6 separate regions of the Mus musculus genome follow, and all the other regions are linked to region 5. The links are chromatin contacts, called in public Hi-C and HiChIP or PLAC-seq maps. All regions are on one chromosome and are shown on one strand. Each heading gives the region's core, a stretch centred on a gene start, on an enhancer-like site or on the middle of the called end of the contact. The rest is flanking DNA. Distances are from core to core; before and after follow the strand shown.

What was found. A called contact is a pair of places that touch in the nucleus more often than the background predicts. HiChIP or PLAC-seq counts read pairs in DNA pulled down with a chosen protein or histone mark.
Region 1: a Hi-C map of cerebellum shows a contact between it and region 5, with 2.2 times the contacts expected there. The contact joins two enhancer-like sites. A contact is called at or near these places in 8 of 484 Hi-C or Micro-C datasets (the NIH/3T3 cell line, cerebellar granule neurons, cerebellum and 3 more) and 9 of 115 datasets of contacts at active chromatin or transcription factors (bone marrow-derived macrophages, differentiating embryonic stem cells, embryonic midbrain and 6 more).
Region 2: a Hi-C map of cerebellum shows a contact between it and region 5, with 1.8 times the contacts expected there. The contact joins two enhancer-like sites. A contact is called at or near these places in 1 of 39 promoter capture datasets (liver), 1 of 15 datasets of contacts at CTCF or cohesin (the NIH/3T3 cell line), 3 of 484 Hi-C or Micro-C datasets (beige adipocytes, cerebellum and ventricular fibroblasts) and 2 of 115 datasets of contacts at active chromatin or transcription factors (embryonic basal ganglia and fibro-adipogenic progenitors).
Region 3: an H3K27ac HiChIP or PLAC-seq map of the NIH/3T3 cell line shows a contact between it and region 5, with 12 times the contacts expected there. The contact joins the promoter of 4931406H21Rik here to the enhancer-like site in region 5. A contact is called at or near these places in 2 of 484 Hi-C or Micro-C datasets (the STO cell line and neural progenitor cells), 4 of 115 datasets of contacts at active chromatin or transcription factors (the NIH/3T3 cell line, differentiating embryonic stem cells, embryonic basal ganglia and 1 more) and 1 of 9 other capture datasets (embryonic trunk).
Region 4: an H3K27ac HiChIP or PLAC-seq map of embryonic fibroblasts shows a contact between it and region 5, with 5 times the contacts expected there. The contact joins two enhancer-like sites. A contact is called at or near these places in 1 of 39 promoter capture datasets (hippocampal neurons), 10 of 484 Hi-C or Micro-C datasets (B cells, brain, embryonic fibroblasts and 4 more) and 9 of 115 datasets of contacts at active chromatin or transcription factors (craniofacial prominence, embryonic basal ganglia, embryonic fibroblasts and 6 more).
Region 6: a contact with region 5 is called in an H3K27ac HiChIP or PLAC-seq map of the NIH/3T3 cell line, with 10 times the contacts expected there. The contact joins the promoter of Ppifos here to the enhancer-like site in region 5. A contact is called at or near these places in 7 of 39 promoter capture datasets (the 3T3-L1 cell line, 3T3-L1-derived adipocytes, the C10 cell line and 4 more), 1 of 15 datasets of contacts at CTCF or cohesin (large pre-B cells), 1 of 484 Hi-C or Micro-C datasets (cortical neurons) and 6 of 115 datasets of contacts at active chromatin or transcription factors (the NIH/3T3 cell line, double positive thymocytes, embryonic hindbrain and 3 more).

Annotation. Positions count from the first base shown.
Region 1 is chr14:25,370,262-25,373,647 of GRCm38.p6, reverse strand. All of the region lies in intron 1 of Zmiz1os1 (a long non-coding RNA gene), which reads left to right. Among named protein-coding and RNA genes, the nearest start is that of Gm41113, 7.3 kb to the left of the region's middle. Within about 2 kb of position 1,832, at least 161 of the 459 cell types and tissues checked have an H3K27ac peak or open chromatin away from gene starts, as enhancers often do. A contact at or near this core is called in the NIH/3T3 cell line, cerebellar granule neurons, cerebellum and 2 more, where this site is marked.
Region 2 is chr14:25,548,256-25,551,492 of GRCm38.p6, reverse strand. All of the region lies in intron 3 of Zmiz1 (zinc finger, MIZ-type containing 1), which reads right to left. Among named protein-coding and RNA genes, the nearest start is that of Mir3075, 15 kb to the right of the region's middle. Within about 2 kb of position 1,457, at least 61 of the 459 cell types and tissues checked have an H3K27ac peak or open chromatin away from gene starts, as enhancers often do. A contact at or near this core is called in cerebellum, where this site is marked.
Region 3 is chr14:25,585,396-25,588,671 of GRCm38.p6, reverse strand. 4931406H21Rik (RIKEN cDNA 4931406H21 gene) reads right to left here and starts at 1,868. Exons shown (of 1, transcript NR_033492.1): 1 at 1-1,868. The region is part of intron 6 of Zmiz1 (zinc finger, MIZ-type containing 1); the gene reads right to left. Gm32497 (a long non-coding RNA gene) reads left to right here. Exons shown (of 4, transcript XR_003951081.1): 4 at 1-3,276. RefSeq lists an enhancer at 216-3,276.
Region 4 is chr14:25,475,001-25,478,206 of GRCm38.p6, reverse strand. The region is part of intron 1 of Zmiz1 (zinc finger, MIZ-type containing 1); the gene reads right to left. Among named protein-coding and RNA genes, the nearest start is that of Zmiz1, 17 kb to the right of the region's middle. Within about 2 kb of position 1,521, at least 109 of the 459 cell types and tissues checked have an H3K27ac peak or open chromatin away from gene starts, as enhancers often do. A contact at or near this core is called in embryonic fibroblasts, where this site is marked.
Region 5 is chr14:24,791,358-24,794,974 of GRCm38.p6, reverse strand. The region is part of intron 3 of Gm31838 (a long non-coding RNA gene); the gene reads right to left. Among named protein-coding and RNA genes, the nearest start is that of Gm31838, 12 kb to the right of the region's middle. Within about 2 kb of position 1,879, at least 104 of the 459 cell types and tissues checked have an H3K27ac peak or open chromatin away from gene starts, as enhancers often do. A contact at or near this core is called in 3T3-L1-derived adipocytes, the NIH/3T3 cell line, the STO cell line and 6 more, where this site is marked.
Region 6 is chr14:25,699,623-25,702,821 of GRCm38.p6, reverse strand. It overlaps Ppifos (peptidylprolyl isomerase F, opposite strand), which reads left to right and starts at 1,540. Exons shown (of 3, transcript NR_028021.1): 1 at 1,540-1,777. It overlaps Ppif (peptidylprolyl isomerase F (cyclophilin F)), which reads right to left. Exons shown (of 6, transcript NM_134084.1): 6 at 2,354-3,199.

The DNA of each region.
Region 1 (3,386 bases), core at 583-3,082, 580 kb before region 5:
CTCCTATGCTTAGTCCCGGGCCTGGTACTTCAAGGGCATTCAGTGAAGATTTGCTAAATAGGTGGTGAATTTGAACTGCCTCCTGTGCAGTGGTAACCCAGTACAATGCAGTCTTTCCTATGTGATGTGGCCCTTGGGTCCACTGATCTTCCTCCTTTAGGGATGCAGTGGCTGTTGTGTCAGGAAGCTCTGCTCAGCCTGGGTGGGTCTGTTTTCCTGCAAAGAGCCTCCCACACTCAGTCACTGATGCAACCAGGGGAGGAAGAGACCAGGTAATCTGTGCCTGAGGCCTATGCTCTACCTGGGCACTGCCCAAAAGGAAACACTGTTTGCCAAGAAGTCTTAAGATCTTCCCCAGGAGTAGAGGATGGTAGAAGAGAGTCTTTACGCATGCAGGCTTGTTTTCTCGCCTGCCGACCGTTCATAGCTATCTCCAAGCCCACAACTAAGGCTGTGTTCTGTCTAGGTTTCTGGGTTATGGTCCTTCATACCCACCCCCTCCCCTGGCTCAATCTGTGCCTACCCTTTTCATTTTCTGATCCCACGGGCCTGACTTACCTTCGCCTGTTTGGGCCTCACTTTCATGCATCAAGTGGGACAAAGAACATTGGGAGCTCGGTAGCATTTGGAGGATCTGGTAGACTAACCAGTACCCATTACACATTAGTTTTTGAAAGCCTGTCAGTTAGATGTTCCTGACAGAATGCAGAATCCTTTCTCTGGGGTGTAAGAGACCTACAGATACTGATCCGAGGAGATGCCCATGCATAGAAGTTTATGGAAAATGTTGGGAGTGCAACTCTAGGGGGTGTTTATGAGCATGTATTGCTCCTTGGGACTGTAATGCATGCTTTAGGGGGCAGCTGGCCACTAGCTCCACCCAGTGCTCGGAGGATGCAGCGTCTGCAGCCACCAGTTTGCTCTGCAAGGATGTGGCTAGCTGGATATCACAAACCAGCCACAAGAGTCCAGTTGTCCTAAGGAGGTCAAGGGCCTCAAAGAGCCTTTGCTTTGGACCCCGTACTGTTCACATAATGGCCTCAATGCTCAAGTACTGGCCTGGGAGAATTCCTGCCTGTCCACTTATGCACGCATGTACATATGTATGCACACCATTCATACGCTTATGGGAACAGAACTGCAGACTGATTTATTTACTAGCACGGACAATCTGAGTGTCTTCCAGCTTGTCCTTTGTTCAGTGTCAGAATATGATGCCAGGTAATGCCCAGAAAGAATCTTCTATTTAGTTTCTGCTGCCTTTCAGCCATCCCCATTTTACTGGCTAGAGAACGGAGGTAAGAAGGGATAAGTGCTTTGCCTTAGGATCCAAAGCAAGGAAGTGACAGAGCCAGTAGCAACAAGAAAGGTACCAGGGTGTCCTGACCAGTGTTGGGGCTCCTCTGGGAGGTGGTGTCTGCCCCACTGGAGAGTGTGATTTAAGCATCTTCTCCACTCAGCACTCCCATTTTGCAGATTGGAAGAGTGACTGTGCTCACATCTGGTAAGCTCTGAGCAGGGGCTGTGGTTTCAGCCCACACAGCTGGGAAATTCCAGGCCTGAGGCTGCTGCTGGGTGCACAAGGTTCATTTAGAATCCAAATGAAAAATAATGATACTAAAAAGGAGCTTGACAAACACGGTTGCATACAGAAGCCTGGGGGCCGGCCATTTCCTGAGACTGCTCTTCAGGGCTGCCTGCCTGCCCAAGGCCTTGCCCACTGCTGGGGATCCTTGGCCAGCCAGCCGATGGCCCTGGCAGAGCCTCTAACTGAGCCCTACCCCCAGTCCTGCTGACACAGGCATCCTGGTCCCTTACCTCCCAGCCCTCCCTTGCCTGCTGGCAGGCTGTGGTAACAAGATGCCCTTTGTGTGTGTGTTGGGGGAAGGGGGCAGTGGGCAGCTCCTATGCTGCTTCTTGCTTCTGAGTCACAGCTCCTGCCAGCTCTGGGGACAGAGAGTTGCAGGTGACTGGCCAGGCGGCAAGAAGCCCAAGACCTTGGAGATGACCTCAGACAACCCCTTCCTCAAACAGTGGGGAAAGTGAGGCTGAGAAGGGGGAAGGGAGTGTCCTCTAGGCACTTGTTAAGGGGGAACATACTTCTGTAGCCAGGGGCTTCCACACTTGCAGGGACTTAGTAATATCCTTTGTTCACCAGAATAGCTACTGTGTCCAGGGACACATATGTACAAGCTCACACATGTGCATGTGAGCACATGTTCATAAGCATGTGATTGAATGAACTTGTGTCAGTATTCATGTTTCCCTAAGGTCCCCACACTTCCTCCAAGACTTTAAGGCCTGGCCTCAGGGACATTTGTCTATTCTGTCTGATGCAGAGGTGACCTAGGCTTGTCCTTACCCACTGCTTAAACATTTCCACCAAGGCAGCTGTGTGTCTGTGATGGGCAGTTCACTTCTTGACACGTCACGCCTGAGCCCGAGGTGATATGTCTCAGCTCCCTGACGTAGTGCAGTATGGGACTCACAGTGGCTTTAGACAGATGATATTTCTGAGGACACTGGCTCCAGAGCCAGGCTGCCAGGCTGACTTCTGGCTTCCTCATTTCCTGGTGTATGACTTAGGATCTTTACATCTTCTCCGGGTCTCCATTTCCTCATCTGTAAAGTGGAGACCTCAACAGACTTGCCTCTCAGGGTTGTTTTTTTTACACATTACAGGGATTGGTTTTTACCCATGAAGCTCTGAGAACTCCTAGCTGTCTCTGGCAGGCCCTTAAGGAGTATTAGAGTCTATTATTAGTGCTTTTCCTGAGCCCACGCAACCCCAAGGGAGATGCAGAGGTCTGGAGCTGACTTGGATTCACAGCCTGGTTGTAAGACTGAGGAGAGGACAGGTTTTTTTTGGTCTGCTGACAGATCAGCAACAGAAATGGCAGAGGCTTTTCTTGGGAGGACATGACTGTTCTGGGCTATGGCCTCCTGAATGTGGCCACTCTGAACTGTAGCTTCCAAATTTCAGCATCTCTGATGTCCCATGGGCCTCCCAGACACAGCAATAGCTAGGCTTCAGGAGGGAAGACAGTGAGGCCCCTGGCTAGAATGGGGGCTTTGGTGGCTTTGGCTGGCAGTACATTCTCTCTCGCTGCTGCTGTGATGCCTTACCTAATGCTGGGATGACCATCTGGGTCCCAGGGCTCTGAGGGGACCTGCCGGCCATCTGCCTGCTTGGCATTGCCTGCTTCCGAGAAGCAGCAGGGTGGCTTGGGCAAAGCAGCCCCCATCCGCTTCCTCCCCCACTACCTACCACCATTCTCTGGCTGCCATGAGGATGCTCATCTTAGGTTCCTGCCCCGATTTTCCATGCATATACACAAAGCCCAGGAATTAGGAAGCCCAGCTGTCCTACCTGTCATTGCAAAGGT
Region 2 (3,237 bases), core at 208-2,707, 760 kb before region 5:
TGGGCAGCCTTTCCCTTCTGCATATTCCACAAGAGTGGGGCAACTCCAGGCCATCCACCCCCTCACGGCTCATCTCCTCAGAAGTAACATGACCATTTGTGGATGGAACCACAGAACTGTCCCATCCCCACCACCCCAATCCCTGACTAGGGCTCAGAGTAAAAAATTCAGGCCTAGATCACTCACAATGGTTCTTCCCCACCAGGAAAGGCCACCCAAAAGCCCACAACTTGCTGCTGTTGGTTCTATCTCCTGCCACCAGGACTGGTAAGAAAGCTGTCACAGGCCCTAGAGGAGGCTGGCACTGGACCCAAGACCATGGGATCTTCTGTCCAATCACAATGGCTACCAAGTGCCTAGCTTGGAGAAATGATGTTCCCTATCAGGCTGTATTGTCCTGACCTCCCATGCCTCCTCCCCCCAAACACATGGACATGTGCAGTGGTCCTAGATGAGTCGCAAGCCTCAGTTTCTCACTAAAGTTGACATGGTAGAAGGGCAGGTAAATCAAGGCCATAGGTAGGGAAGAGCCCATTATGGGCGTCAGGATGCTTGGCTCAGGCAGGGTAAGAGTCAGGAAATGGATTAGTTCAGGGCTGCACCTGAGAAGCCTCCACAATGCCACCATCACCTGCCTTAACCTGGAGAGCCAGCATCCCAGGACAGAAACTTGGAGCTGTGTGAGCATTTTCATAACCTATCCCCGGAACTCAAGTGTACCCTGGTACTTCTTTCAGTCATGTATCCAGGAGGCTAGTGGAGCTCCTGGGCTGGTCTCTGTTGGAAAGTGGGCCCAGTGAATGGCTCTGGGTGTGAGCCTGCCACCACCCTGGCACCCTTCCATGAAAGGGATAAATAGGAAAGAAAGAGGGGCAAGTTAGGGAAGGATGCTGCTGCTTTCATGATCCTTGCTGCCTCTCCTCATGCAAGATTGCTGATTGGAAGCCAGGGGCCTCAGAAGAAGGCGGGTGGTAGAAATGACAATTGTTCCCGTGGCCTACCCACCCGATGTGCCTGCTCACCCGCTGCCCGGTCCCCACTTGCTTCGGTCTCACCAACCCCTTCCCTGCCCCCTTGCTGGCCTGAGATGGCTGTTGCCATAGCAACCCTGCTCATTCAATCCGAGGATAATGAAGCCAATGTGTTTTTCATTCCCATGAGCTAGACTGCAGGAGCAGCGTGGTGGTGGTGGTGATGTGTGTGTGTGTGTGTGTGTGTGTGTGTGTGTGTGTGTGTGTGTGTGTGTGTGTGTATGTGTGTGTGTGTGTGTTGGGGGTTTCCCTCTTGCCCCTCCTTCCTGTCTGGGGAAGAGACAGCAGGTGGAGCCTGACTAGCAGAGGGTCAGACACGGGCTTGTGAGAAAGAGATAAACCTTGAAGCCACCAAGTTCTTAGTCTACCATGGCAAGCACAGGCTGGGCAGTGCCAGCTGGAATGGCAAGTCCTTCTTGCCAACAGTCAGATCAGAAGTGGCTCAATGCCACAAAGAGTGAGTAGGATACAGGACCTGGGCAGAACAGGGCTCTACTTCTAGCTTGTGTCTCTGGTCTCTCTTTGGTACAATCAAGTTCCCCTAGTTCTTTTTGAGTTCTACCTCATTGCCTAACCATCTATAGGACCCAGGGGTCCGGAATCCCTTGCTTCTACAAACACACAGCCAAGGCTGGCAAGCCATACAGACCTGTTATCCATGCACTCAGACACTGAGACAATAGGACAGCTAAGAGCTGCAGGCTATCCTGGGTTACATACTGCCTCCAAGTCCAGATTGATTTGCATAACAAGACTGTCTTTAAGAAAAATAACTGGGCTGGAGAGATGGCTCAGAGGTTAAGAGTACTGACTGCTCTTCCAGAGGTCCTGAGTTCAAATCCCAGCAACCACATGGGAGCTCACAACCATCTGTAATGGGATCTGATGCTTTCTTCTGGCGTGTCTGAAGGCAGCGACGGTGTACTTGTAAGTGTACTTGTAACTACTTATACTTGTGTACGACGGTGTACTTGTAAGTAAGGTATACTTACATACATGAAATAAATAAATCTTTAAAAAAAAAGAAAGAAAAGAAAATAACTAACAGCAAATAAGTAAAGCCTGCCGACCTGTCAAAATAATTCTGACCTGTTGCTACCAATGACTATCTCTTTAGGTTGCTGTTGGGGGCAGGGGTGGTGGTAGCTGCACGCAGTAGGCTCTTTATAAATGTGTATCTCCCTTCTCTTCTTCCTCCATGTATCTCTGATCTCCAGCTCAGTGACAGCATCGTTTAGGAAGTGTTCCATAATGAGGCAGAAGTCGGCTGCTCTGACCATCTTGCCTTCTGCTAGCTCTGGGCATGCCTTTCCTTCCGGAAGGGAAACTGAGGCCTGAGCAGGGGTGGCCTGGCCAGCAGGCAGGGCTGTCTAAATGGAGTGGAGACACACTGGGGCCTCATGGCTCACAGTGGCCACCCTACCAGTCTCCCCAGTCTTCTCCCAGGCAGGAAGCCAAAAGGACTCCTGCAGAGCCTGGCCTGCCTCTCCCATAAGTCAATCACCTGGGAGGCCAGTGGCCCTCTGCCTCGCCAGGCTGACAGATGACGGGGAGGGAGAGGAAGCTTGCCAGGCAGCCAGTGGGGGTGGGAAGGCCAAGGTGGAAAAAATCAGAGCAGGGTTTGAAAGATGAAGAAATAAACCTGCCAGGAGGGAGACAGCCTCAATCTGTCCTCCATAAAGCTGTCTCAGGGCCACCAAGGACGTCGGCGGATGGAGGGGACCGGAGATAGCTCCTCCTGGAACCTCTGCTGCCCCCACAGCCCAGCTGGCCTCCAGATCTGACTTGGTGAGGGTTCCAAAGAGGGACCTGGCTGGGTTTCTGGGGCATAGCGGGTGACAGGAGGGGAAGGTGGGGGCCTGAGGCCTTTTTTATTTTTTTTTGGCTTTCCTAACCATTTGCACACAGATACAGAAGGCACTCGATACTGACATCTGGACCAAGTGAATGGAGGAAGGCATTGTCATGTTTGCAGTTAACAGAAAGAGCTTGGGCACAGCTGAGTTGGCTTCAGGGTGAACCACAGGCAACCTATGTCAAACTACAAAACTGAGCCTCTTGGTACCTAGCTCCCAGGCCCATGTAAATCCACCTTCTCTAGAAGCTTCCTTGTAGGGTGGGCACCTCCTCATGGCATCCTTGGTAGCACCCATCCTAGCAAGTGTGGGCAGGAGAAAACTAACTGTCACGTACTCTCATTCTCTCC
Region 3 (3,276 bases), core at 619-3,118, 790 kb before region 5:
CACACACACATTCCTAAATAAATAAAAACAATCTGCTCAGTCTATATAGTGCTACTTATACAGATGTTTTGAGGGCTGACCACTTAGTGTTGGACGGCCATTCGGTATGCTCTTCCTTGGTAAGCTGGTTGGTGTTTTTAAAAGGTTAACCTGACGACATCCCAGGCATTCCCACATGGCCCTTGTTTTTAGTGGCCACTGTGGCCATGGAGAAACTCAGCCCTTTCCCTGAGTGCAATGCTCTTCCCACATCTGCCTGCTTTCTAACACAGCTCTGCCTCTTCTCCAAAGTGAGGTTTTAATACCCTGGGGATCATCCAACTGCCCTCCCCCCAGTTCCTTAGCCTGGGAATGCTGGGCCCACAAGTTTCCTCCCACTGGTCCTCTTTGTTGAAGAGCAGAGCAAGGTTACAGGAGCCCATGGCACAGCCCTCAGCGAGATGGGAGTTGGGGGAACCAGGGTCATTGCCCCAGTCTTCCTGGGTCACTCAGGAGGAGGGATAGCTTCCTGGGGCCCAAACTGGACTCGCTTTCAAGCAAATTCTGTCACTAGCACTGAGAACTATAGGGCTGGAGTCTGTCTGTCCCTCTCAGAGCCTCGATTTCCTCCTCTGTAAATGGGTGTGCTAACAACAGAGCCCCAGTGACCTCTCCCATGGCACAGAGAACACAGGTTTTGGCCACAACACATATCTGATGGTTAGTCAGTTCCCACAGGCTGGCAGTAAAATCCAGAGCCATTTCCATGGGATCTGGCCTGGGAGGGGCGAAGGCCCGGCAGAAGGAAGGAAGCCAAGCCCTCCCCCACAGCCCAGCTCTGCAGAGTTCACATGGGGGTGGGGGTGGGGATGGTGTCCAGGAGGAAGTCTGTCCCTGGCCTTGAGAAGGTGCCCCAGCCTGCCAGGCAGGCTGGTGTTTCAAGGACAAGGCCTTGCCTTCCTGCTATCTCTGGGGGAACTGGCAGCCACTAACAAATCCCCTGCAATCTGCACCCACCAATCCTGCCTGCTCGCTGGGCAGCCAAGAGCCGTTTTTCACGGGGAGCTGCACACAGCTTTGTCTTAGAGAGACAGCTCTGGCGGGTGCCCCTGAATGGGGCTATTTGTCCTCCATGCTGAAGGGAAGGCAGCTGAATGCTCTGTTGGGGTGGGCAGAGGCAGAGAGGGTGGAGAAAGGCTATGGGGGAGGGTGAAGGTAGAGATAGCAGCCACGACACTATGAGAGACCAGAAGTGCTGTCCACCACGGAGGTGTCTCAGAGTCACCATGCAGCTCGGTGAGTGCAAAAAAAAATCTTGTTTCCACAGCAATGGGACACTGGTATATGACCGGCCTTCCCTGGTGTAAAGAGCCCTGGCTGGTAGAAGTTGAAATGACCTGACTGGTTTTGGGTGCCTTTGTCCCATCCCAGCCCCACGACAAATTAACTACGGGGCTGCCACACTAGTGCCGTAGAAGGCCCCATTCCAGCCCCTATCCCTGAACTGAGAGCTCTAGAGTGAGACCCAGTATCTCTTAAGAGCCTCTTCCACAGATCACAGGCAGAGAGAGGCAAGGCATGTCTCAGTGTCTCCACTAAGACCAGCTGACATCTGACAGGCACATGACTCATTAGGGAAACAGAGCAGGCATGCATCTGGGGACTTAAAGCCAGCAAGCGACATTATTTCCACTCCCGTTCTGGGACCTGGGCTGCTGTACTGGAAGGTGTGCTTAGAACAGAGGTCAGAGGTCAGAGAACCCAGTAGACTTTACCCATCTTGGGGATGCAGACCCAAGGTTTCCATTCAAAGGATGCAGAACATCTGCGTGATGGTGCTACTCCACGAAGAGCAAGTAAGTGCACATAACTAACAGGCATGTCCTAAAACCACACAGCAGTCCCACGTCCACAGCCAGCTCTGGGCAGCCTGGCTGTGTTAAGATTGGCAAACACCCTCTGCCTGTCCCCACTTGAATCATTCCTCTGCCTCCTGTGGTCCCTTCTCCAAAAGCTTGCTGGTGCCTGTCAGGATGGCCTGGGTATTCTTGATGCCTCCCACAGTAGCTGGGTGCCTATTCTACCAATAGTCCCTTTAAACCACCCAAGCATCCAAGCATTGGCTATGCCAGGGAGAAAAAAGAAGACAAAAAAAAAAAAAAAAGCAGCTGGCACCCCCACCTGTGCCCCAGCCCCATTATGGATAGCTTGGGGCGCATCTTCCTTTCCTTTGGTCCCTGGGCTGCTTACCTTCTGGGCTCTGACATTCTCTATTCTGCTATTTCAACATGTGCTGGCTGCTCAGAGGGTCAGCTGAGGCTACATAGATCTATTCAAGCATAGACACCAGCGGAGGCATGCAGGCAACTCTTGGGGACCCTCGGACATGGCGACTGCCTGGTTTCTCGCTCCCATGTAGGCTGAACAGAAGGCTGAACCACTGAGTGAGCGCCCAAGAGGCTGACATTACAGTACAGCCTGCCAAGTTACTCTGGGCTGGCATGCGGTGGTGGAGGGGGCTGATGGGCATTGCTACAGCCTTGGAGGAGAGCCTGGGATGTGTCAGGTGCTGGGGGCTGGGCAGGTGACCTTCTATCTAGGAAGGGGTGGGGGGTGTGGGAGGGTGCAGCCGGCCCCTCAGGAGCCTCAAGATGAGGATGCAAGTGCATGTGCGCATGCGTGCTCCTGCTCCCGTGCGCGCAGAGGCTAAAGGCTGCAGCAGAACAAAGAGTTGGGGGCTGGGCATCAGAGGGCCCCACGTGGAGGCGGCTGCCTGGGCGGCTTGCTGTAGTGTCTGGGCTGTGCTCAGCTCTGCATTCCGTCTCTGTCTCTCTCATTTTCGTGCCATACAGTGCTGCCCCCAGGCCTGAGCCTGCTCACCGTCACCACCCTGCTCACTGCCACAACCACGCACACAGCCCAACTCTTTGGTAGCATTCTTGACAAAGCATCTCCCCTCACAACATGATCTCATTGCAGGGCCTTCTCAGGCCCCAGCCTGGCCTCCTGACAGGCGAGACAGAAGGCAGAAGGGTGGGAGAGGCGCCCATAGATGCAGCTAGTTGCGCGTGCACACACTGCTCAGCCATTCCGTAACAGTCATACACCACCCCCAGAACCCACACACATCTGTGAACACCTATAGGTCTCTGTGCACTGAAACCCCTCCACCATCACAGGACTCCTCAGGTACATGTGTTCATACTCAACAGTCAGACATACCAGGCATGAGCATACACGAGTATGCAAACAGACAGACAGACATGTGCATGTGCATGACATACAGCCACACACACA
Region 4 (3,206 bases), core at 272-2,771, 680 kb before region 5:
AGATTTACCGTGACAGCTTGAAAGGAAAACCACAGAAATAAAATTACACTCCAGCTCTTCCCGGATCTTTGCAACCTGTCCCCTCCCTCCAGAAACCCAGGAGCTTGGGAGGGCCCAGATGGTCAAGAGGACGTGAAAGAGTGGTGGCCTTGTCAGTGAGGAGTGGGACAGAGACCAGGGCAGGAACTGGTCCTCAGTCCCAGATGCAGCTGGGGGTCAGAGTTGGGTGCCTGCCCTCCAGATAGTGAGTTCCTAGCCTCCCAAGCCGAAGTCTATGATGAACTGACAAAGGAATTTTGCTGGTGCACCTGAGCATGCTGGCACACACAGCACAAACCTCTCCGTGTCCACCAGGACCCAGGACTTCCAATTTCTACCTGCTTCCTACAGTATCTAACAGAGTGATTCCATGGAACGGCCCAGCTTTCAGGACTCCCAGGAGGCTCCGGGAGGCTCCCCTGCTAACCCTGCCATAAGCCAAGCATGCCACATTAGCTCTACACTGTAGAAGACAGGAGAAAGCAAGACCCAGCAGGTCTATCGTGGGAAGGTAAGTGAGCTGGAGTGTCAGCCCTGCTCTCTGTCTCCACAGCCGTCTTGGAAACTGTTCACACAAAGGTCAGGGCTATAGAGCAGGACCACTCAGCTCCAGTGGATGAGAACAGAGGACCTGGGACAGTTCTGCCTCTGCTATGAACTACAGAAGCGCTCCCAAGAGGCAGCAACCCTTCCATCTCCCGAGGGCAAACAGTCCAGGCAACACTCAGGGCTCTCCATTCGGGCAATGCTGGTCACTATGCCCAGAATGTTACTCAGGCACACCAACAGATGGATCAAAACAAAGAGTCGAGCCAAAGAGATGATCAACAGGTACTGACACGCCAAATGGAAAGAAAGAACTGACTCCTAAAAGTTGTCTTCTGGCACACCCCTCCCCCCAACCCCATACACACACTGTTAGCAGAAGGCCTAATGTCAAGAAAAAGATCCAGAGACATGGTGCTGAGCACCACTCCAAGTCCAGGAGATGGATGGGATCACCCATTGCAGAGGCTGATGTTCCAGGAACAAGCCCAGAAGACTGCCTGGAGTCCAGTGGGTGTCCCAGAGAACAAAGAGCCACCTTGGGTAAGCGTGGACTGGAATGTGTCTGCAGTAGGAATGCAGAGGTGGCTCCAGTCAGACCTGGCTTAACCCAGGAGTAGCTCAAAGCCCACCCACCCCTGAGGGCTCAGGAGCAGCTAGCAGAGAAAAGATGGCACCGTGGGGAGGGACTACAGTCAGAGCCTGGCCCCCTAACATCCTCCTGCAGCCTGATCTGGTTAAGAGTCCAGCAAGGCTTAGAGTCTTCCTCGTGTCCCTACCTGTCATTTCTCATTGCCACCCAGCAACTCCAGCCTTGGTGAAATGAAATGCTGTCCTGTGTCTTTAACCGAAAGAGCCAGGGACGTGCCTGGGCAGGCCTGGACACCATGTTTACCCAGCAGAAGGTGGCCCTCCCTCTACCCTCCCCAGAGCTGGCAAGCCAGGGCCATTTGCCATAGACTTGCCTGGTGTGTAGGCTGCCTATGTGGTTCAGGCCCCAGATCTGCCCAGGGTCTTGCCCAAGAGGCCCTTCAGCCTGGCCAGGCTTCCAAAACTGAGAGAGTTCTCCAAGCCAGCAAAACCAGGGCAGTCAGCAAGGCAGAGGAGTAACTGAAGTACAGGTGTCTACAGACCCGACCATTTTGCACATTTTGCCTTGCCCTGAAGATGCTCTGAGAGCCAGGCCAGGCTCTCTGCTCCAACTGGGAAGGTGAAGAAGGTCAAGAAAGCACAGAGGGGCTGGGCCAGGCTTATGGGCCCAGCTGCAATCTGGGAATGAACCACACTGAGGTGGTTCACTCCTTCTGAATACGAGGATGTGCATCCAAACCACAAACCCACCAGCACTGTGTCAAAGGTGGCGTCACTTATTATTCACTGTGTAGAGAGCGTTCTGGAATGCTTGCTAGCTGCCAGCCGCAGTGCAGGGTGTTGGCGAGTCAGGGCTGAGAGTGGCGGCCATCCTGATGACAAAGGATCCCACAGAAGTCGGCAAGCAGTGCCTGAGGAATCGGGCAAGGGCGGCCTATACACTTGACTCTGCTGTTGGGCTAGGGCAGGCTGTGGCTTGAGGCAGGCTTTGCAGGGTGCTTAGGAGTTCCCCAGGCATACAGAGCAGGGGAGACAGAATGCACAAAGTCTGTACAAGTGAAATCATGGCTGGGGCCTGATAACAGGCAGCCTAAAGGCCAGGCCTTGCTGTGGAAAGGCCCACAGGATTAGTGAGCAAAGGGGGCAGGTGTCCATGGCTCAGGTGTCTTCTATTTAGATCCATTCTGGTGGCCAAGGGGAGACAGGGCAAGAATGGAGTCTAGAGGGCTTTGGGCATCAGAAGGTCGAGTCCAGGTGTTATACCACAAGACAAGTGCCTAGGACAGAAACCCAATCTCATGGTCGCAGGCATAGGGTGGCATCAAGGTGACTCCAAGTTGCAGGCAGCTCAGCCAGGTGATAACAACCCTAGCCTGAGTCTTAAGGTGACCTTATGCAAGTTTAGAATAAAGTCTTCCCTCCCCATAGATACTTTACCATTGTTCTCCAGGATGTTATTTAATAAATTTATCATCAGCAGGGAGCTACCACGTAAGCAGCATTTGTGCAGGGCGAAGCCTGCACTAGCACACTAGCAGATGCACTGCCAGCCAACTGCACATAGCTGTCAGCAGACAATGAAAAGGGTTGGAAGACTGGGGCTCCAGAAGTAAACAACAACAACCACCACCACCACCAAGCCAGGTACAGAGTGAAGAACAATCAAGGCAGAGCTTACTAACCCTCCCTGCTGTTCTCCATGAGAAATCCAAATAAAATAAGGCGTGTACTTATCACTAGAAGGGACCCCAAAGAGAAAAAATTAAAGTAGCTGTTCAAACAAGGCAAATCAAGGCACTACTCAGGCAGAAACAGAAAGCACCGGTTTGAAGCTGGATGCTAGCCAACGGTAAAGAATCAGTGATAGTCTTGGGACTTGGAAAAAAAGAAAGATGACATTTTTTTAAAGATCCCAAAAAGGTGGGAACCATGTTGGGGACCCCACTCGCTGAGTATCTGGGTGTTCTGTGCAGCAGAGCCATCCGGATGATGGTAGAGGCTTCCTTCTAAGCACTCGTGGCTACACCCAG
Region 5 (3,617 bases), core at 630-3,129:
ATGCATGCCTGGTGCCTGAGGAGGCCAGAGGGAGTCAGATTCCCTGGAACTGAACTTACATAGGTCAGGTGATTCCTCCACATGGAATCTGAGAACTGAACCCAGGTCCTCTGCGGATGCTCTTAACCAACTGAACTATCTGTCCAGGCCCCGGAAGCTCCAGTTTTGAGAAACCACTCTCATAAACGGAGGGAACCTGGATCCCTGAATCAAGGGGTGGGAAACAGAGCAGTCAAGTAACGTCAGACAGTAAAGAAGAAACAAGCAAATAAAGCAGGTACGGGAGTGAACCTGACCCTCCGGGCCACCGGATGTAGGGCAGCCTGCCAACCCACATCGAGTGCTGCGTGAAGGAAAAACACACACAGAAAGTCACAAGCCACTGAGACCAAGGGCTCCGATGTCACTGTGATACAGCTCGGTCAATCCTGTTACAAAGGGTTTTCAGATCGAAGTAAAAGGCAGGGGGCATGGAGCACAGCAGATACTGGGGGGAATGATGTGAAACGGTACTGGTGTTGTTACTGATGTAGGGAACTCTTCCATGGTTTTATTCCAAGCATGTTTTAGAAAGGCTGCTGGAAGGACCTAAGGATAAACAAACATAGCCAGACACCAAAGCAGAATGGTTGTCTTCCACACAGTTCAGAGACAAAAGGCGCTGTGACAGGGTCTCAAAAGATTACCAATCAAGCCCTGGCCCCACCTCATGCTTCTGCCCTTTGATGTGCATTAGCAGGTCCCCAGCCTCTGGTGGTGGTCTACAGCCTCTTCCCTTGTAGTCTAGTCGCAGAGTCCAGCCATCCTGAAGCCAGCCCCTGATTCTCAGAAGCTCCTGCCCCACCCTGCCTGGTTACACCCTACTGCATACGCAGAGCCTGGATGCCAGACGCCAACCTCCCCCAGAGCTGGGCTCTGAAAACAGACCAGGCTACAGAAGTGTGGATCCAGGTTCTCTGCCCCCTGTGTGAGATGCCAATGGAGGAGTCTAGGGATCTCTGATGCTTTCAGCACCCTCTGCATGTGTGCCCTAGAGAGAAGAGAGGGGATATTTGCATCTCTGTGCCTGCCCTGGCCACATCCCCAGCCTAACCTCCAGCCCTATGAGCTGATGCAGGAGGAATTTATTTACGGGCTCATTATCCCTGTGACTCACGGCCAGCTTGAGTTGGGGTGTAACGAGGAGCTGGGGAGTGGTCCTGCAAGAGACTGTGCCCATGAGGCCTGGGAGGATGCAAGCCAGGATCCACAGGGCCTCACCACACCCAGAGCCAAGAGGGCAGATGGGAGGAGTGCAAAGGAAATGCCAGCCCTCCAGTTTGTCTTGGCTCTCGCAATTCTAGGCCTTTCCCAAACTCTGGGGTGAGTCCAACACAGAGGCCTCAAATGGAAGGTTTGGCTGGCAACTGTACGTCCCCAAATGTTCCAGGGAACTCGGGCGGATAGAGAAACACTGACAAACATCTTTCCAGTTTCTTTCCCATCAGGAGATCCCTGCCCCTTGGCCCTGCTCCATCAGCCCCCTGGGTGGGAGGTTTTACACAAACACAGGCTATGGCCATGAACTCATTCAAACATCTTTTGCAACCATTACTCTGTTCGCAATGAGTTTAACTTCATCCACTTTGGAGAGAAAAGCAAGGGACTCTATGAAGTGAGGCCCAGTCAGGGAGAGATTAACAATATTAACTAATGATAAAATGCAGCAGTTTAACATGATGTAACAAAGGTGGCATTAATATGTCCTTCTCCCTCTTCAAAGGCATCTCATCGCACGCTTCTTGTACACACATCTGCACTACTGCAACAGCTGACGTGACCACTGAGATGGTTATGACTAGTGGGAGGGTAGTATACACAGTGTGGATACGCGGGACAAAGGAACCAATCACATCCCAGGCAGAACTGAGCACAATGGCAGGATTACTTCATGCTACTCAGAGTAGCACACAATTTGAAACATTTATGCCTGGAATTTTCCATTTAATAATTCCAGGACATGGTTAGTCAACAAGTAACTGAAACAAAACAAAATCACAGTGAGGGAAGGGGGTGGGGGCTGCCTCCTCTCTCTGATTGCTGTCTGGATGTACATTGATACTGTACCTGTCAGAAAAACAGGAGCCACCCAGCTCTTTCAAGCAGGAAAGGATTTAATATAAGAAGTGGGTAAATTGTAACACTGGCCATGATTTCCCTCCGTTCTGTACCTAACACGATGGGAGTTTAGATGAGGGTAGGTCATGTGACTTAGCTTGCTTAAGAAAATATGACAGATGTCATACTATTAATAAGCTGAAGCCTCAAGAGACCTGACATTTCCCCACCAACCCTCCTGGAACCCTGCACAGTGCACTGCATGAACCCATGGCTAAGCTCAGTTACTGCTATGCAATGAGAGACCATCCAACCAATCAGCAGATGGGTCACCTTGTAAACAGATACAGATGCGTGAGTGCGCTCCACCAAGACCAGCGAAGCAATCTGCGGAGCCCAGCCCAGGCTCCAGTCCAATCCACAGTGTGGTGGGTTAAGTATATAACTGTCACTTTCAACACCTAAGTAGGAGGGTGGTTTCTAACTGATACAGAACACCGGGGACAGACAGACAAATGAACAGTGCTGGTACATCAAGTGTAAAGGTTCTGTACAAAAAGGAAGATGTTGCAGGACCAGCAGACACTGCTGTGGGGACTACAAGCATCTCTTCTAGTGTCTTTAAAGTATCCTATCTACCTAGTCCCACCCATCTGCCCATTCTAGCAGGAGGACAATGATATGGCTTCTGCTTCCTTTCCACTTCTGAATCTTACACCATTGCCTCCTGTTGAAATATTATAAAATTCATTCAAAGATCCTTGGAAATGTAGTTCTCAGAACTACAAAGAGAAGGTCACAAAAGCTGGAGACATAGGTCTACATTGCCAACCAGTAAACTCAACCCAACAACTAGTAACCAGGCCCAAGGCCCCACTATGTCCTAGACACTCTTCTGAAAATACTTAGTGGGGAGATGAGAGGGCTTTCTGCTCCCTGTCCTCCTTCCACTGTGCTCCATTGGCTCTAGGTGTCTCTTTGAAGTGATACAGGCACTATTAGCCCATTACATCCTCAGCCATCTCTACCAGTCCTAGTTCTGATTGATCCTTATGGAGGCCAGACGAGTGCATGTCTTCACCAACCTCTTTGGAGTGGACCACAGAAGGAGGAGATGCAGGATCTGGTTATGTTTGCTGCATCAAGACCTGCTCACTTTCTCTATCACCAAATTGACCTTGGACCTAAAAGAATGGCTGAATGTCCAGATGTTCAAAGATGCAGAGGGCTTAGATGGGACCTAAGAGATGACGTCAGCTGGCATAGCTTCCTCAGCTGCCATCCAACTGACTCTGCCCTTGTGTCTGAAGCACTGTGGTAGTTAGCTTCAGATGTCAACGTGTCACAACCTAGAGTCACCTGGGAGGAGAATCTTAATGGAAAATAATATAGGTCAGGTTGGCCCATAGATATATTTGGATGGGGTTTGGGGAGGGGGTTGATTGTTACAGGAAGTAGGAAGATCCACCTGAATGTGGGTGCTACCACTCCTTAGGCTGGGCATTGAAGTATGTGAGAGT
Region 6 (3,199 bases), core at 291-2,790, 910 kb before region 5:
CAGTGAAATCATTCTGAAAAGCTACCAAGCATCTCAGAAATTTGATGTTTTGGTTTTTGAAAGCATAAGGTATCACATCTTATGCCATCTAGAAAGCATATACAGGTTCAACACTTGGTGCACACGTTAGGTACTGAGGGCTACCGATGTATGTATGCACACATTAGGTACTGAGGGCTACCAATGTATGTATGCACACATTAGGTACTGAGGGCTACCGATGTATGTATGCACACATTAGGTACTGAGGGCTACCGATGTATGTATGCACACATTAGGTACTGAGGGCTACCGATGTATGTATGCACACATTAGGTACTGAGGACTTACTGGCAAGCAACAAGCCAGGATTTCCTGTGTTACTTTAAAAGATGCTTCACATAAAAACCAGCCTGGTCTACAAAGTGAGCTCCAGGACAGCCAGGGCTATACAGAGAAACCCTGTCTGGAAAAAACAAAGCAAACAAACAAACAAACAAACAAACAAAACCCCAAAACCTGGCTTGGGCCTCTGAGAGCTGCAGAGGATGACCTTGCCTCTGCCTTTAGGGAGTGGTTTTCAGAAAAATTCTTACATGCTTGCTGTACCCCTAGATTCCACTGGATGGAGACAGAACACACACATCCTCAGGAAACACAAGCCCTCCCACTTCTAACTCTGGACCCCTCTGAAATTGACAGGAGGCAGGTCACAGCTCAAGGAGGGATGGCTTTCCCTTTGACTTGTCCTGGGTGCCTGGAGTACCCCAGGTCAGCAGGCAACTCCAAAAACAACAACAACACATCTTTGACCTGTACCAGAAATACACAAATTTTAAAGTGAGTAAATAAATAATGTTCCTAAAATACTTTTAAAGTGGCTGGGGATAAGCCTATAATCAAAGCTATTCAAAGGACCAAGGCAAAAAGAGTCACAAGTTTTAAGTTGGCCTGGGCCATAGAGTAACTTCAAGGCCACCGTGGACAATGTAGACCTAGCCTACAACTAAACAAAAAGGGGAGGGTTTGGGGTCACAGGTCAGTGGTAAAGTACCTGTGTGACCTCAAGATTTTAGGTAATGATCCTAAGAAGCCCGTGTGTACTTTCTGTACCACCAAGAGCTCAAGAGGTCTGTCCTTTGCCAACTGCTTGACATATTGTCTAGATTAATCACAAGCCAGCCTGTAGCCTCATCTTCTCACCTGTAAGCTGTTGTGCTGCATGAGACATTATCAGTTATTAGTAGGCGAGATCTGCGTCTCAAATGAAGTCCCTCGGCAGCCCCACTGTATAAAGGACTGCAGAGGCTCGTGGACACAGGCACAGAATGCCTGCTCAGGGTCCACACCATCACAGCCAGCTGTTCTGAGGATGCTGGCTGCTCCCAAAATGGCTTTAACTACTACTCCAACCAAACTCTCAACCCAAGGAGCTGAGCTCTGACTTCATGGAAACTCCAAGACTCTGAAGACTCAGCATAACCTCTATGATGTCAGAATGACCACGCCTACCTCTAACCTGACATCACCTGATTCAGGAATTCTATATGGCATGAATGCAATACTCACCGCAGCCAGAGCCCACATCCCTTCTCCATGAGCTATGCTATGTCCCTACCCACCTAAGGAAACTCTTAGTCATGTGCTTGCCCCAGTCCTGTCTTCCCTGAGAATTCAGCAATGAAGAATTCCACATTTCAGTGACCCAGCATGAGAAAAGGGAAACCCACCTCTAACCTTTGGTGATCTCAGCCCCCTTTCCTAAGGATCTCTGACACACGGGAAATGTCACCCTCTTGTAAGTCACTACCCAGAGATTGCTGTGATGATACATCTGGCCCAAGACCATGCACCTCACATGGGTCACACCCAATTCCAGACCTAGATGTCATGTACACATTATGTAGCTGAGAGAAACTGAAGCTCAATCACTAAGCATAGCTGGGACTTCACCTAGAGGTAGTGCTCACGGTGGGGACTGTCTGGACCATCCTACAGGACAGATGGTAGCAAGGATGTTCTCAGTGGCTTCTGAGCTAGTACTTGGGGTTAGGACACAGAATGTTCTACACGGATTTCCTTACAATAAGGCTGAGGACGTGGCTTGTGTGCACAAAGGCCCTAGCATCATAAAACAACAAAACAAACAAAAAACAGTTCAAAGCATAGAACCTAACACATAGTAACTCCAAGACTGGCCCCAGCTGGAGTCAATGTTCCATGCCTGTAATCCCAACAGCATTGAGGAAGGTCAAGAGTGTTTGAAGCTAGCCAAAGGCTATACAGCAAGACCCTGGACCACACAGCAAGACCCTGTCACAAAAACAAATGAGCCCCAAAGATGTAAATTTCATTCCAAAACCAGAGACAGCCATTTTATAGAAAATAGGATTTATTTATCACATTTGAGATGAACACACAGGACTGTCCCAGAAATCTTTTACATATATATTATTGATAGATTGGATTTATTCAACATACAGAAAAAGCAAAGCCTGCCAGAAGACACTTCCCTCTTGAGAACAGCATGAGGTCAGGCAGTGTCTGTAAGTTTTCACCACGGGAATTCACATTGAGCAGAAAGACCGGGCTCACAGGTCTGTTCCCAGGTCCTGCTGCTTCTATTTCACAGGCTTTCAAAAATCACAGCAGCAGCCAGCAGGATTCACAGTGACCAGGAGGGAAGGCATTGACGCTGGGACTTTCACAAGAGCCCTGAGTGATGTCTCAGAAGCCAGGCTGGGAGGTGGGGGGGTTGGGGGTGTCTGTGGCTTGTGCCAACTCAGGTCACACATGGACAGTGCCGTGAGTGTCACAGCAACACAGGTCACACACGGACAGTGCCATGAGTGTCACAGCTTTGTTTCGATGAGATCTTGAATTCTATGTTAAATTATTGCAAGGAGGAAGACAACATTAAATAGCAACTGCTATCCCCACTGATCAAGGAAAAGAGTCAGGAGCCTTCCCTGACTAACTGGTCAGCATTGCCAATGTCCAAGGCACACGCACATGGCAATCACGGGGACATCGGCTGAGGGTACATGGCCCGATGGCCATACTGATGCCCAGAAACGGGATCTGAGGCAGGATGGACAGTGGAGAGCAGCCTGGTCTGGGAGGACCATGCCTGAGTGGCCTTCCTCAGACTCAATAGAAGTGGGTGCAAACTGTTCTTTGGAGAACCTGGGTGAATCAAGACATGGATGCCTGCTGCTGT